Regions from separate parts of the Hordeum vulgare genome. Here region 2 is linked to region 1. A link is a contact called in public Hi-C data. All regions are on one chromosome and are shown on one strand. The core of a region is the stretch at or near the end of the contact, and the rest is flanking DNA. Distances in the headings are between cores, read along the strand shown.

Evidence for each region. A called contact is a pair of places that touch in the nucleus more often than the background predicts.
Region 2: a Hi-C map of leaf shows a contact between it and region 1, with 2.3 times the contacts expected there. The contact joins two enhancer-like sites. A contact is called at or near these places in 4 of 6 Hi-C or Micro-C datasets (leaf and seedling).

What each region holds. Positions count from the first base shown.
Region 1 is chr3H:47,489,514-47,496,387 of MorexV3_pseudomolecules_assembly, reverse strand. No RefSeq gene overlaps it. Among protein-coding and RNA genes, the nearest start is that of LOC123442912, 47 kb to the right of the region's middle. Within about 2 kb of position 2,222, at least 3 of the 3 cell types and tissues checked have open chromatin away from gene starts, as enhancers often do. A contact at or near this core is called in leaf and seedling, where this site is marked.
Region 2 is chr3H:47,654,971-47,661,767 of MorexV3_pseudomolecules_assembly, reverse strand. No RefSeq gene overlaps it. Among protein-coding and RNA genes, the nearest start is that of LOC123442914, 82 kb to the left of the region's middle. Within about 2 kb of position 3,762, at least 3 of the 3 cell types and tissues checked have open chromatin away from gene starts, as enhancers often do. A contact at or near this core is called in leaf and seedling, where this site is marked.

The DNA of each region.
Region 1 (6,874 bases), core at 973-3,472:
ACATCGAAAACATCATAGTAGATGCATATGGACTCTGTTTTCGATGAACTCGAGCTTGTCACGAAGATGACCATAAGCTCTAAAACTCACAAAGAGAAACACCAAACAAGAACCAAGAAGTATGATGCAAGGATGCAAATGGTTTGAGCTCTCAACGAACGATACGATCAAGCTACTCACTTGAGAGCCCCCTTGATAGTACAACAATCTATCCTAAACAGAAAACCTATCAAGGGCAAACCTATACCTTGCACCTCGTCCTCTTGAGCTAGATGATGATGATCTTGGCTTCCTCAAGATGGAGCACCTTTCTTGATTGCGTTGGCTTGATGAAGACTAGTTGATTGCTTCCCCATACTCACTATGGGTGAGCCACTCTTCAGCATATCTTCACAAGTCCATTGCCACCACAATGGATGGCAAGCTTCAAGCATGGTATCTTCGTGCTGATCCACTTGAATTTGCACATCGCAATCTTGATGACGATCACAACTTGACGTCATACTTCATGGGTTGTATGAGATCTTCCCTTTGACGCAAGCCCATGGAAACACACCTAACCCCCACATAGAACTCTCACGAAGACCATGGGTTAGTACACAAACACGTAATGGACAATGCTTACCATACCATGGGATCGCTTGATCCCTCTCGGTACATCTTATACGCTTTGTGTGTTGATCATCTTGATTTACTCTTTGTCTGAGATCTTGATCAACCATGTGTCTCTATAACCATTCTTTGGATAATACCTTGAATACCATCTTGGTCATCATATAAACTCCTTGAACCCAACAGATGGACTTCAAGAAGTGCCTATGGACAAATCCTATAAATGTAACTTAAGGCAACCATTAGTCCATAGGAATTGTCATCAATTAGCAAAACCACATATGGAGATATATGCTCTAACACTGCTGCTGCAGCAACATCTTTTATTACAAAAAAAATATACGACATCATCAATGTCCTAAAACTAGGAAAAAATCTGCAACACATCCTGCATTCCAAAAAAATTCCTGCAATATGAGCTCGGTTGCAAAAGTTCCGCAACACTTTCTTTGTTGCAATAGTAAAAACGAGGTTGGGTATGCCGCCAGATTTAAATGGCAACACGCACTTTGTTGCAAAAAAGTCTATAGATGTTTCATCTTTGGTACAACAAATAATCTATAACAAACTCTGTTATAAAAAAAATCTATGAATGTTTTCGTAACACAATCTTTGTTGTAGATAATATTTTATGACAAACTTTGTTGCAAAAAAAGTCTACACACGATTTTCCGACATGATCTCAATTGCAAAATTTAAGATACCGATCACGCTAGATCTCGCGGCTAGAGACCCGGTCAATCTTTTAAAAAGACCGGCGGACACGTAGCAACGTCCTATTACTAAGTGAAATTTTAGATAGCCATGGCATGTGGGACTGTACTATTATTTTTAGGCTATGAGTTGAATATTCTCTTTATGTTCTAAGTTGTGCTAGTCATTTTTGGAAACAAAAAATATGCCCTTTTCTAGGGATACATGTTGAATTAAGTTTGTCAAAGTTAATTAATCTACTGGCCTAGTGGCAATGACGCCCAGTATTGGAAGAACAGGAGCATCATGATGTTAATTCCCGTTTGCCGCATACTGTGCCGAAGGGCCTATTCTACCTATCATAGTGAACAGGAAGTCGAATGATGACTTGTGAGCACAGGCACATTGGGGGAAAATCCTATTTGACGCTTACTACGTCAAAATGTTGGTCTTTCGCATAAGCCACCCCTTGAAGCGAGTAAATTGGGCCAGTCCACTCAGACACCCGGTTTTAGAAATATTCTAGACTTTTTCAGCCTTTTTTCCGGTTTTGGGAACTTTCTAGAAGATTCCCTGAACCGTTTTTTTTATTGTTTTTGTTTCTGTTTCAAAAAAAAATCGATTTTCAAAAAATGTTTTGTAATTTGAAAAAATGTTCCGGAATTCCTAAAATATGTTCCGGAATTTGAAAATATGTTCTGCAATTTCCAAAATGTTACGAAACTTTTATCAAAATGTTTCAGATTTTTCAAAAAAATGTTCCGAAATTTTAAATAAAATTCCGGAATTTGAAAAAAATGGAAAAGAACTATTTTTTTTAAATTTAATAATGGGCTGGCCCAGCCAGGGGCGCTACACCCTGTGTGCGCGACTCCTTGCCGCAACACGCGGCCAATATGACCCCTATACAGGGCAAACCCTATTTAACGCCACAGGTGCCGTTTAAAGGTGAAATATGCTAACCAGCGTCTGCAGCACTCCGTAATGGGCCGGTCCATTTAGAAAATCTTTATGATCTTTTTTAGCCCGTGAACTGTTTTAGCCCCTGAACTTTTTTTAAATCTGTGAACTTCTAAAAAAATCGTTAATTTTTTATGAAATCGATGAACCTGACTGAAAATTGATGAACACAATTTAAAATTTATTAACGTTTTTCGAAATCATTGAACTATTTTTCAAAATTGATATTTTTTCAAAATTGATCATATTTTTTCGAATTCTATGGAGTTTTTAAAATTCATGAACATATTTCCAAAAATCGTTGAATTTGTTTCATAATCATTGAATTTTTCTCGCAGATCTGAACCTTTTTAAAATTCTGTGAACTGTTTTTGATTTTCTAATAACCCACGAATTTAATAAGGGCCGGCCCACGAAGAGGGCCGCTGCAGGCGCCCGTTCCCCTACTGGCGCCTGAAGCGCCACACAGGACGTCCCCCTATACAGCGACCTGCACGCTGGGAGACAGGGCAGCCCGCGCCCCCTCACTCCCAAACGCGAGCTTGGGCCGGCCCAGGTGCGGGACGGGGCTCCCATTTTTCGTATTTCATTTTTTGCTTCCATAAAAAAGTTTAGAATTTCAAAAATAGTTTCACTAATTGATAAAAAGTATTCATGAATTTTCAAAATATTCACAAAACTATAAAATAATGCTTTTATAAACATTTATTGTCCAAATTTTATTTTTATGACCATTTTATGTATTTTTATGAAACTAATTATAATTTCGAATGAACCCCTTTTGAATTTAGATGTTTTTTGTATTTTGATATATTTTTTTGTATTTTTATGAATTGTTTTGTACTCGATCAATAATTTTAAATTTAATGAAAATAATATTTTGATGAATTTTTTTTGAATTCAAGAACATTTTATGAATTCGTGAACATTTTGTGAATTCATATTACATTTAGTAATAATATGAACATTTATAATTTTTATGAACATATTTTCCATTTTGTTGAACATTTTTTATTTTTATTAACAACATTTTTATTTCAAACATTTCACCAACTTGAAAAATATATTTAAAGTTAAAATTAATCAGAGATTTGAAAAAAAATGTTTCAAGATTTCATACAATGTTTGTAAAGTATGAGAAAACTAAAAACATAAAAAAATGAAAATGAAAAAAAACAAGAATAAAAAGGAATATGGGTTGGAAGATTCGATAACCTTGCAAAAACCGCAAATGGCTACCTTGGCCGGCTCAAACATACGCAAACCTGAAGCAGGCGGGTGCGCGCGGTCGCTGGGCAGCGACCCGTGCATCAAATAGGATCAGCCGGGCACATCGAGTTTGTTTTCTTTTTTGAAGTATAAATCTGTTTGCCGAAATTAAAAAAATGTATTTTTACGGGCTGAAAAGTTCTAAGTTTTTGTAAGTATAGCAGTGTTCTATAACGAGCCAAATGTTCATCAAGTGTGCTTGCCTATGAGAGATACAAAAAGAAGGGATAATACATGCAGAATTTGGGCTTCCTTTAGGTTTTTGTTGATTTTGGACCGAAATTTTGTATTTTGTGCAGCGTATTATTTGACGGAATTTCACACCTACTTAGACTACATGTATGCATATTCCTGTAAAAACATTCGAATCTTTTAAGCACCATATTATAGACATTAAAGAAAAGTGATCCAATGCCCCCAAGCACTGAAATTCTGCTTTAAGGAAATTTCTTCCTATCTAACTTTTACCTGTTTTGAGAACCTTCCAGAAGGTTCTGGTCAGGGTTTATCATATACCGATCCCTTCGTATAGAATTAATTGTCACTCAAATATAAAATTAGCATCTCTCAAATAGATGGATATCAGTTTGAACAACAACTAATAACGTAAGAAGGAAAAAAAATATTGTCCTCTTTACCTTTAAATATAATTATCTAAAATGTAAAAAACATGTTATTTTAAAGATGTTCAGACTTAAAAAAGGATGTTTCTAAAAAATAAATTTACAAAAAATGGACTGTTTAAGAAATAGTAAAAAATTCAAAAAAATGCGTTTTAGGAAAATCTTGGATTTTTACAACATTCATGTTTTTAAAAATGATCGAAAAATTCCAAACATGTTCCTGTTTAAAAAAATATCCAGCACGAGCTTGAAATCCCAATTTCAGCTCATGGAACATCTCATATGCTCTGTGACGTTCAAAACGTCTTTGAAGCCTCAATTCAAAGCCTAAAGTATGACGCACTGAACTATCAAGTAGTCATTAAAAGCGTGCTTGTGGGATGTACACGACAACCACATATGATGCTTGAGGGGTGACACACCGAGCGGTGCATCAAGGATATAAGCCTTATGTGCAGCAATGAGGGAAATCCTGAGTTTACGGACCTAGTCCCCATAATTTCTACTATCATCTTTCAACTTAATTTTCTCTAGGAACGCATCAAAAATACAGGGGAGCTACAGCGCGAGCTATTGTTCTACAACATACTTTGCAAAGACAGCTTAGACTGTGTTCATGATAATGAGTTCAATTAATCATATTACTTATGAACTCCCACCCAAATCAACATCCCTCACGTTGCTCGAGTGTAACATGATCCAAATCCATCAACCCAAGTCCGATCATCACATGAGATGAGGTGTTTTCGATGGTGAACATCTCCATGTTGATCATATCTACTATATGATTCATGTTCGACATTTCAGTGTCCTGTGTTTCGAGGCCATGTCTCTACATGCTAGGCTCGTCAAGTTTAACCCAAGTGTTCTGCATGTGCAAAACTGGCTTACACCCGTTGTATGCGAACATAAAGTCTATCACACCCGATCATCACGTGGTGCCTCCAAACGACGAACCTTCCCAACGGCACACGTGGGAAGAACACAATTTTATCTTGAAATTTTAGTGAGGGATCATCTTATAATGCTACCATCGTCCTAAGCAAAATAAGATGCATAAATGGATTAACATCACATGCAAATCAAAATAGTGACATGATATGGCCATCATCTTGTGCTTTTGATCAACATCTCCAAAGCACCGACATGATCTCCATCATCACCGGAAATGACACCATGATCTCCATCATCGTGTCACCATTAAGGTTGTCGCCCCAACTATACTTTTATCACTATTGCTAACTCATAGCGATCAAGTAAAACAAAAAGGCAAGACTAATTAAAAACAACCATATGGCTCGTGCCGGTTGCCATACTCATTGACATGCAAGTCGTGATAATCTGTACAAAACATGATCATCACATATATCTCATCATGTCCTTGGACATATCATATCACAACATAGCCTACAAAAACAAGTTAGACGTTCTCTACTTTGTTGTTGCAAGTTTTATGTGCTGCGATGAGCAACTAGCAAGAACCATCCTTACCTACTCAAAGCCACAACGGTGATATTCAAGTTGTTATTTAACCTTCTACAAGGACCGCCTCTGTCGAATCTGATTCAACTAAAGTGGGAGAGACACACACCTGCCACCATCTTTATGCAATAAGTTGCATGTCAGTCGATGGTACCGGTCTTTCATACGTGGACAAGTAAGGTTGGTCCGGGCCGCTTCATCCCACAGTTCTGCCAAATCAAGATAAGACAAAAGGAAGTAAGCAATCTGAATATCAACGCCGACAAACACTTTGTGTTCTACTCGTGCATGTTATCTATGCATAGACCTACCTCATGATGCCACTGTTGGGGAATATTGCACGTGAAACAAAAAATTCCTACGTGCACCCAAGATCTATTTATGGAGATCAACATCTACAAGAGGGGGGGTGCATCTACATACCCTTGTAGATCGCTAAGTGGAAGCGTATATAACACGGTTGATGTAGTCATACCCTTCACGATCCAATCGCGATCCAATCCGATCTAGCGCCGAATGGACGGCACCTCCGCGTTCAGCACACATGCGGCTCGATGACGTGTCCTCCTTCTTGATCCAACAAGAGAGGAAGGAGAAGTAGATGGGATCTCAATTAGCACGACGGCATGGTGGAGAAATCCCAGCAGGGCTTCCCAAGCGCCTCCAGAACTGCGAACGAGGAAGAATGGGGGATAGGGGAGGCCGCAGGGTGTGGGAATTGTTGTATCCAGCCATCACCCTCTCCTCTACTATATATAGGAGGCAAGGGACGGGTTTAGGTCGCATACTTTGCCCCCTCCTCCAAGGAGGGCCGACGGCTAGGGTGGAGTCCTCCCTCCATAAGGAAGAGAGGAGTCCCCCTCCGCCAAGGCACCTCCGGGGTGCCTTGTCCCTTTGGGACTCTTGACCCTAGGCCTAATTCGCCTCTAGGGGCTGGTGTCCCTAGCCTAGGGTGGCTAAGGAGCCATAACTACAGCCCATGTGGGCCCACGGGGTAGGTGGACCCTCGGAACCCTTTCGGCACCCCAGTACACTAGCGGTAATGCCTGAAACTTTTCCGGCAGGCAAAATAGGACTTCCCATATATAGATCTTTACATACGGTCCATTTCGAAACTCCTCGTGACATTCGGGATCTCATATGGGACTCCGAACAACATTCTGTCACCAACATACATATCCAATACTACTCAGACGTCAATCGAGTGTTAAGTGTGCGGACCCTACGGGTTCGAG
Region 2 (6,797 bases), core at 2,513-5,012, 160 kb before region 1:
TTTTGATTTTGTCTTGTCTTTTTCTCGTCTTTTTTGGATGCTGGTCTCTTTTCCCTTTTTGCTGCTGGCCAAAAGAGGCATGTCGTCTTCAAGCCTTTGTACGCAGAAAACATATACAGCACGTACTTTTTAAACTGGTATATCCATGAACCCTCTACTGCGAAAAAAAAACATAAACCCCGTGCACATGCGGTGATTTTAAAGAAAAGACCCTAGATTTTTATACAGATACACGTATATGTATAGCATGTACTATCTCCGTCCAAGTGTATAAGGCATGCGCGTAGTTTTAAGTTATTAATTTAACTAGTTAAATATATATTATATGTGATAAAAATTACTTATTCAAAAACTACATTTCCACATGAATCTAATGGTATATTATTTATTACGGTGATTTGACTTTTCTCTTTTGATGACCGCTTCGTTGCTGTCGAAGAAGAGGGACAGGCGATGGTATATTGCATAAGATTTTTCTATCTTTACAATCTCGTAAAATTGGTGTTTACTTGCCTAGTAATTTAATCTTATTTTATAAATAAAATGCTTATTACCATGAAAAAAAATGAAACGTGCGGCGGGCCAACCATTGCAAGTGGTAGTGTGGCCTGGGAGTGTTCCAGTTCCCCCACAGCTGGCCGTGCAGTACTTGCCGAAGTTCTCAGCTGGAACGTGCACGTGCTTCCCTTGATCGAGGCCAAATGCATGAGCCACTGGAGGACCTGCCACGGCAAGTGATCACTACTACTAGCTTGTACGGCTGTTGCACTAGTTTAAAGCCGTCGGGTTTGGTCCGGTTTGTTCAGCAAAACGGGAGCCACCGGGTCATGAATCTCCAACGTCCACCGTCAGATCTTCTGTAGCCGTTCGGACCGTATTATTGGATCATAAAAATGATCCACCACAGGTCTGTATCAGTCCGTGACATGCTTCGGACGTAATTTTCTCGTAAATCAAGAACAAACATGAAAAAGGTTTACGCGAGACCGAACATGAGAAACGTCTCTATTCAACACCCCGGTCCCATTTTCTTGCACTTTGTCCCTTCTCCCCTTGCTCTTCACCTTCCACCTCCGTCGCCACTCCTCCTTATACGTCTCCGATGGCCACAGAGGCAATGGTGGACGTTCGCTACAAGCACCAACGCGCCCATTCGTTGTTACGACGGAGCTTTTCACATTGTAGCCATTAATTTGTACCCAGGTACACTCCACCCGTTGTCAACGACCTTCATGGCAGACACCACGTCCGACACATGTTCGGTCCAAATGTCATCAAGCTTATTTTCAAATGTTATGTCGTTTTTTAATGTTTGAAGGATGGTAAGCTACTCGACTATGAAGAATGGGTTGTTGTGTGATGTGTGGTTGATCCTATCCGTGGATTTTGTAGGCAGGGCGTGAGGGGAGCCTTTCTGGAATCAAGTGCTTGAAACGTTTGACGCATGAAAGCACATTGCACCCTATGACATGTACATCATTCGACCACGCAATGTGAGGTCGTTGTTGTATCGTACATACTATCCAGATCAACGTCGGCAGGTTTTGCGACGTGGTTCATCAGCTCGAGGCAAAGTGGCCATTGCACGCGGCACAAGACAAGATTGTATGTTTATTGCTTCCCCTTGCTCAACTTGTCTACACGTTATATGTAGCTCACACGCGATGTCATGGCGAACCACATGAAAGAGGAATGATTTATGAAGCACCGATACTTCAAAATTATGTGTATCGCTGTTTAGTACTTCACCGATACTCCGATACGCCAGATACGACTTCGATACGGGTATCCCCAAACTATTGTCCTTTTCAATTTAAAAATAGAAAATGATGATACGGGTATCCTTGAAGTATCGTCGTTAAGTATTGTTCCTGCCTTGATGTTGTTGCTTGCTTTTTGTTGATTTTTGTGGCGTAAAATTACTTGCTGATGTTGGTGCTGTCTCCTATTGCTAGGAAAGAAGATACAAGTATACACCATGGTATCTTTTAGCATTCTTCATCATCATTTGAGCATTATTGATGTGTATTGCTTGCTGATTTTAGTTATCGTCATGTTCATAGGTGAGAGTTTTTATAAATTTATTGAGAATAAAGAGCTCAATGAAGATTATGCTCTCTATATCGTTATCAAGAAAAAAAAATCTAAAACATTGGAAGAATAGTAATATCCCCTTCATTATTTGGCTCACTCGTGCAATGCAAAGTTGCTCTTTATATATGTTTGTCATTTGATAATCTTAAGTTTTTAAATTTAAAAGGTTTGTTGATTTTATGTTATCATGTTAATAGGTATTGCAGTCTAAACTGGGTTGGGGCAGTCTATGGTCGTGTTACCCCTTGATGATAGTGAGATTTTTAAAACAAGGAATAAGGAGGCATGAAAGCAATTAGGCAACCAGTAGGATTGTACTTGGATCTCATGCCACATATTTTATTATGTTAGTTTTCATCATACGTCATTTTATTGTTATTTATATATGCTTATCAATCGTCGTATTGTTGTTGCTAGAAATTGTCATGTTTCGTATCGCCGTATCGGTGTTGCCGTATGTATGCTTCGTAGGAAATGATCATTGATGTACACACACCGTTGAATGAAGCTGAAGGGCCAACATGTTTGGATCGACATGATCCGTTGATAAAATTTTTATTAAACATCTGTTTAATTTAAGACCATGTTACACTAGACTGATATACATAGTATGTATGAATGATTTTTGCTATTTTTTATTTACACTTTAATGAATATCGTTCGGTTTGTTAAAATACGAATTAAAATACACTCGGTTAATGTTGGGGGTCGTATTTCCACAACCGTGTCTACGTGTCTTTATCCGCGAACGCAACCGTGTCTGCTGACTGGTCTCTTTGTCCGCAAATGAAGTGGAAGGAAATTTGCAAGTTACCCGCCAGACATGCCCTCACACGGCACCCTACTTAACCCAGCCACCGTGAACGTCCATGTGTGGCCAAATTCACTGTTTTGACCTTTTCGAGAATGTTAAACCGGATCTGATTCCGGTTGGGAAAAAAAATCGGATATGACCCTTTTGCTATCGTCAGAGTCTTTGACGGTAGGGTATAACAACCTACCGCCGAGGTCCCTGACGATTGGGTTGCACGCCTACCGTACAAAGAATTATAAATTGCGGACACAGTGCGCGCGTGTGCATACCGTCGGATACCTTGACGATAGGGTTACATGTGCTATCGTGAGCCCCCTCCGTCGGTAGGCCATTTTCTTACCGTCAGGGTCCGTGACGGCAGGTTGTCATACCCTATCGTCAAGGGCTTCGAAAATGTGAGACTTGATTTTTTTTTCCAATCAGGATCAGATCCGGCTTAATGTTCGGAAAAGGTCAAAACATTGAATTTTACCTCCATGTGTTCGCTTAAATAAGAAAAAAACCGGCTTAAAAAATTACGAAAAAAATAAAATGACCGGTGGCAGGTCCTGACAGGCGGTCAAAACAAGTCGACGTGAGCGGCTCGAGCGCGTGTTGTTGCGCCGCGGCGATCAGTAGCCACCTGCGCGCACTGTCTGCACGCGCTCGCTTTCCGTGCCCTGACGCCGACCCCTCCTCGTGCGCACCGCGCGCTCGCCGACAAGGGAAGTTCACCTTGCACACACGGAATTCGGGCCCCACTGCGGTGGCCGCCCGCATGTCAGCGGCAAGGGTGCGCTTTCTACGAGAGCCTGGGAAGGCTGGGACCTCCGCAGCCGGGGAGATGAGGCCTTCCCCGAGTGCGCCTCGCCCATCCCGTCAGCTCGTGCGAGCCGCGACCGGGGCCCTGGCGTCAGCTGCTCTTGGGTGTAGTGGTACGCAGTAGAGTGATGGCGAAGTTGTCGTGCGCTGCTTCGCGGTTGCAGCCTCCACTGGACAGCCCTGTCCAGTACTCCTAGATCGGGGCAGTTCGACGCGGGTACCGTAGTACGTTTGCTGCGTAGCGCCGATCCGCGCACAGCCGTGTGGTAGGTATCGAGTCGAACCACGAGGCGGCCGGCCGCACGGTGACTCTCGTGGATCGATCATCACCTGCACGCCTAGTTATTTCCCGGCTGTGCTGAGGACGTGCATAGAGCCGGTTCGTGGGAATCTCCAACGCCGTTCCCTGAAACGGAGACAATGGCCGCGTTCGTGAACATGGATATGGAAACCGGTCGTCCACTTTTGCTTCTGTTTTCGCAGTTTTTTTTACTTTGACCAAAAAGCCATAAGAGATTCTATATTTTGCTTTTGCAACCTTTTTCATTTTAACCAGAAAAACATAAAAGCTTCAAAAACACATATTTAGGGGATTTTATGCTTTTTTTGGTTAAAGTAAAAAACTGCAAAAACAGAAGCAAAAAACAAACAAACAAGACCTTAGTATGGACAAATTAATGTTGATGCTCACAACTTCTAATCATAATAAAAGAAGAACTTTTATTTTAGTGTCCCCGTTGCTTTGGCCTCCTTAGTTTTGTCCGCGGCAACTAACGTTGCTCACTTTGCCCTTTCTACTCCACGAGCTGCTCGCAAAAGCTCAAATGGAGATCCTTCGTCCGATCAAAGCCTTTGACCGTTACTTCCTCATTTGTGGAGCGACATGATATCCTGGCAGCTGGGGTCGCTCCACTCTCTCTCAGCACATTGTTGACGTGGTACACTCGTGACATGTGGGGTCGAGGCAACATATGACATGCGGGTCCGCTTGAAACACCGGTGGGTGGGGTCTGGCCACTATCTCCCCATAGTGTTGACGCTGAAGACCCTGACTTGTGGGGCCGCGACAACTTATGAGAGGTGGGGCCTAGGCAGCTTATGACACGTGGGTCGACGTTGCGTATGAGAGATGTGGTATGTTCTCTGTGTCATTTATCAATGATCGACCATGCTCAGTCCCGAGCACCTTCCCCATAGAGCAGCCATAGCCATGGCCGAAGCTTGCCTGCATCATCGAACCTGATTCCGGCGCCGACCGGCGGCCGGCTGCGATGCACGTCCGACCATTATTTCTCTTCCCTCATCATCCCTCTAGACCAACGTACAACACGTAGTGCTATCGCCACACCCCCTCCCCACCATCTGGTTTTGATGTGTCACTTCGATGACAGCTACCGACAGTTGTGTGGCATTTCGTAGTAAGCTCTTGGATCCCGATCCACCTGATTCGAGCGCTTGTGTACCCTTTCCCTTAATCTTGTGAGAACACCTAATTTGAGAGGCGCTCTCGTGATAAATGTTCGGTCGCAGCGGCTACAACATCGAGGGGGGGGGGATTCGATCATGTCTTGCCCACGTTCACCTACACCAGATTCGGAGGATGTTGAGGTAGTTAGCGCTCACGGCCTATTTGAATTATCCCTTGCTTAATTTGTAGTGTTAATTGACTTTTGGATCGATTATTACAGTTTAACAGGCAGGCTGATGATCCTTGTTATATTGCATACCAAGATGAGTCAATCGAGTGGGGTAGAGAGAAGTCGGCATTGCACGAGGCGGTGGCTAATTTGGGTGTTGAATTAGCGAGTAAAAACAAATTAATTGGTGAGCTGAAGCGTACTTTTACGGAAGAAAGGAGAATTGCTCACAACGATAAGTTGCTATTAGAGATTGATCTGGCCATATTTGATCATTTGGTATAGGAGCTAAAAATTAATGGAGATGAGAAAGTAAGAGTCATACGAGGACTTGAGTTGAAGGCAAAGGAGAAAATCACATACATGATGGCACTTATCATAGTTTCCAGCTATTTACTAGCTCTTTACTATGTAGTTAAGGTAAATGGATATAAAATTATGTAGATATCTCCATATATGATGTGCAAGTTTGTACCCCTAGAATCTGGTCAAGATGTGACATCTTAATAACCGCATGCAATGTAGTCAACATGATATGCATCTTTGTTTGTAAAAGTTTTTTGCAAAAGATATCCTTCCTTTCTTTTTATTAGGAGTTCACACAATATCCAATTTCAATACAATTCATATGCTATCTGGTGTCTACAAATAGGAAATTTAAGGAATTGAAAACATCATAGCCTATGAACTGGTTCACTTCAAATTAGCCTTGCATCCAAATTTTTAGGAACCCGAATGTTTATTACACCAAATGTTCAAGATAGCATCTTGCCAAACATAGCAAATAATGCTACTACTAATACACATTTAGTACAAATTTCTTCTGCTTAACCTTAAGTTGGTTAATAGCAACAAATTTTTCAGCATATTTCTTTAATAATGCCTCAATTTGCATATCCTTCCTGCTAATGAAATCATCTATTTAAGCCTTCTTTTGCAACAACTCTTGATTCATGCTTTGCCGGCCTCTAATTCAGCAAGAACTTGTATATCCGCCTTTTTTATTTTGAGCCAACGCACAATGTCACTCAAATCATCAAGTGTCGATCCAAGAACTCGAGCACTTTTGGACCAGCCCATTCGTAGAACAAATAACCACAAACCTATGATACTAACACTAGTTAGAGTCAAGATTATATTTTTTATTTAATGGCCAAAACACTTGGGAAATGAGAAGAAATAGGAAATCACCTGAACTCTTGTGCAATAGTAATATCTTTGTCCTGGGTTGGCATTGCTCCAAGAAATCCACCTGGAAGCCTTCTTCTTGCACCAACATTCTTTATTAGGAAAATATTCCAACGACTTCTCTCTGTACGGTATTAGGGAACAGAAGGTGGATTCCTCCTTGTTGTACCATGTAGTGTTGTTGAGGTTAGAACTAGACATGTCCTAACTTTACGCAGACTTGTAAAATTAAACAAAAAATTCAATGGTCATAAAGCATTAGT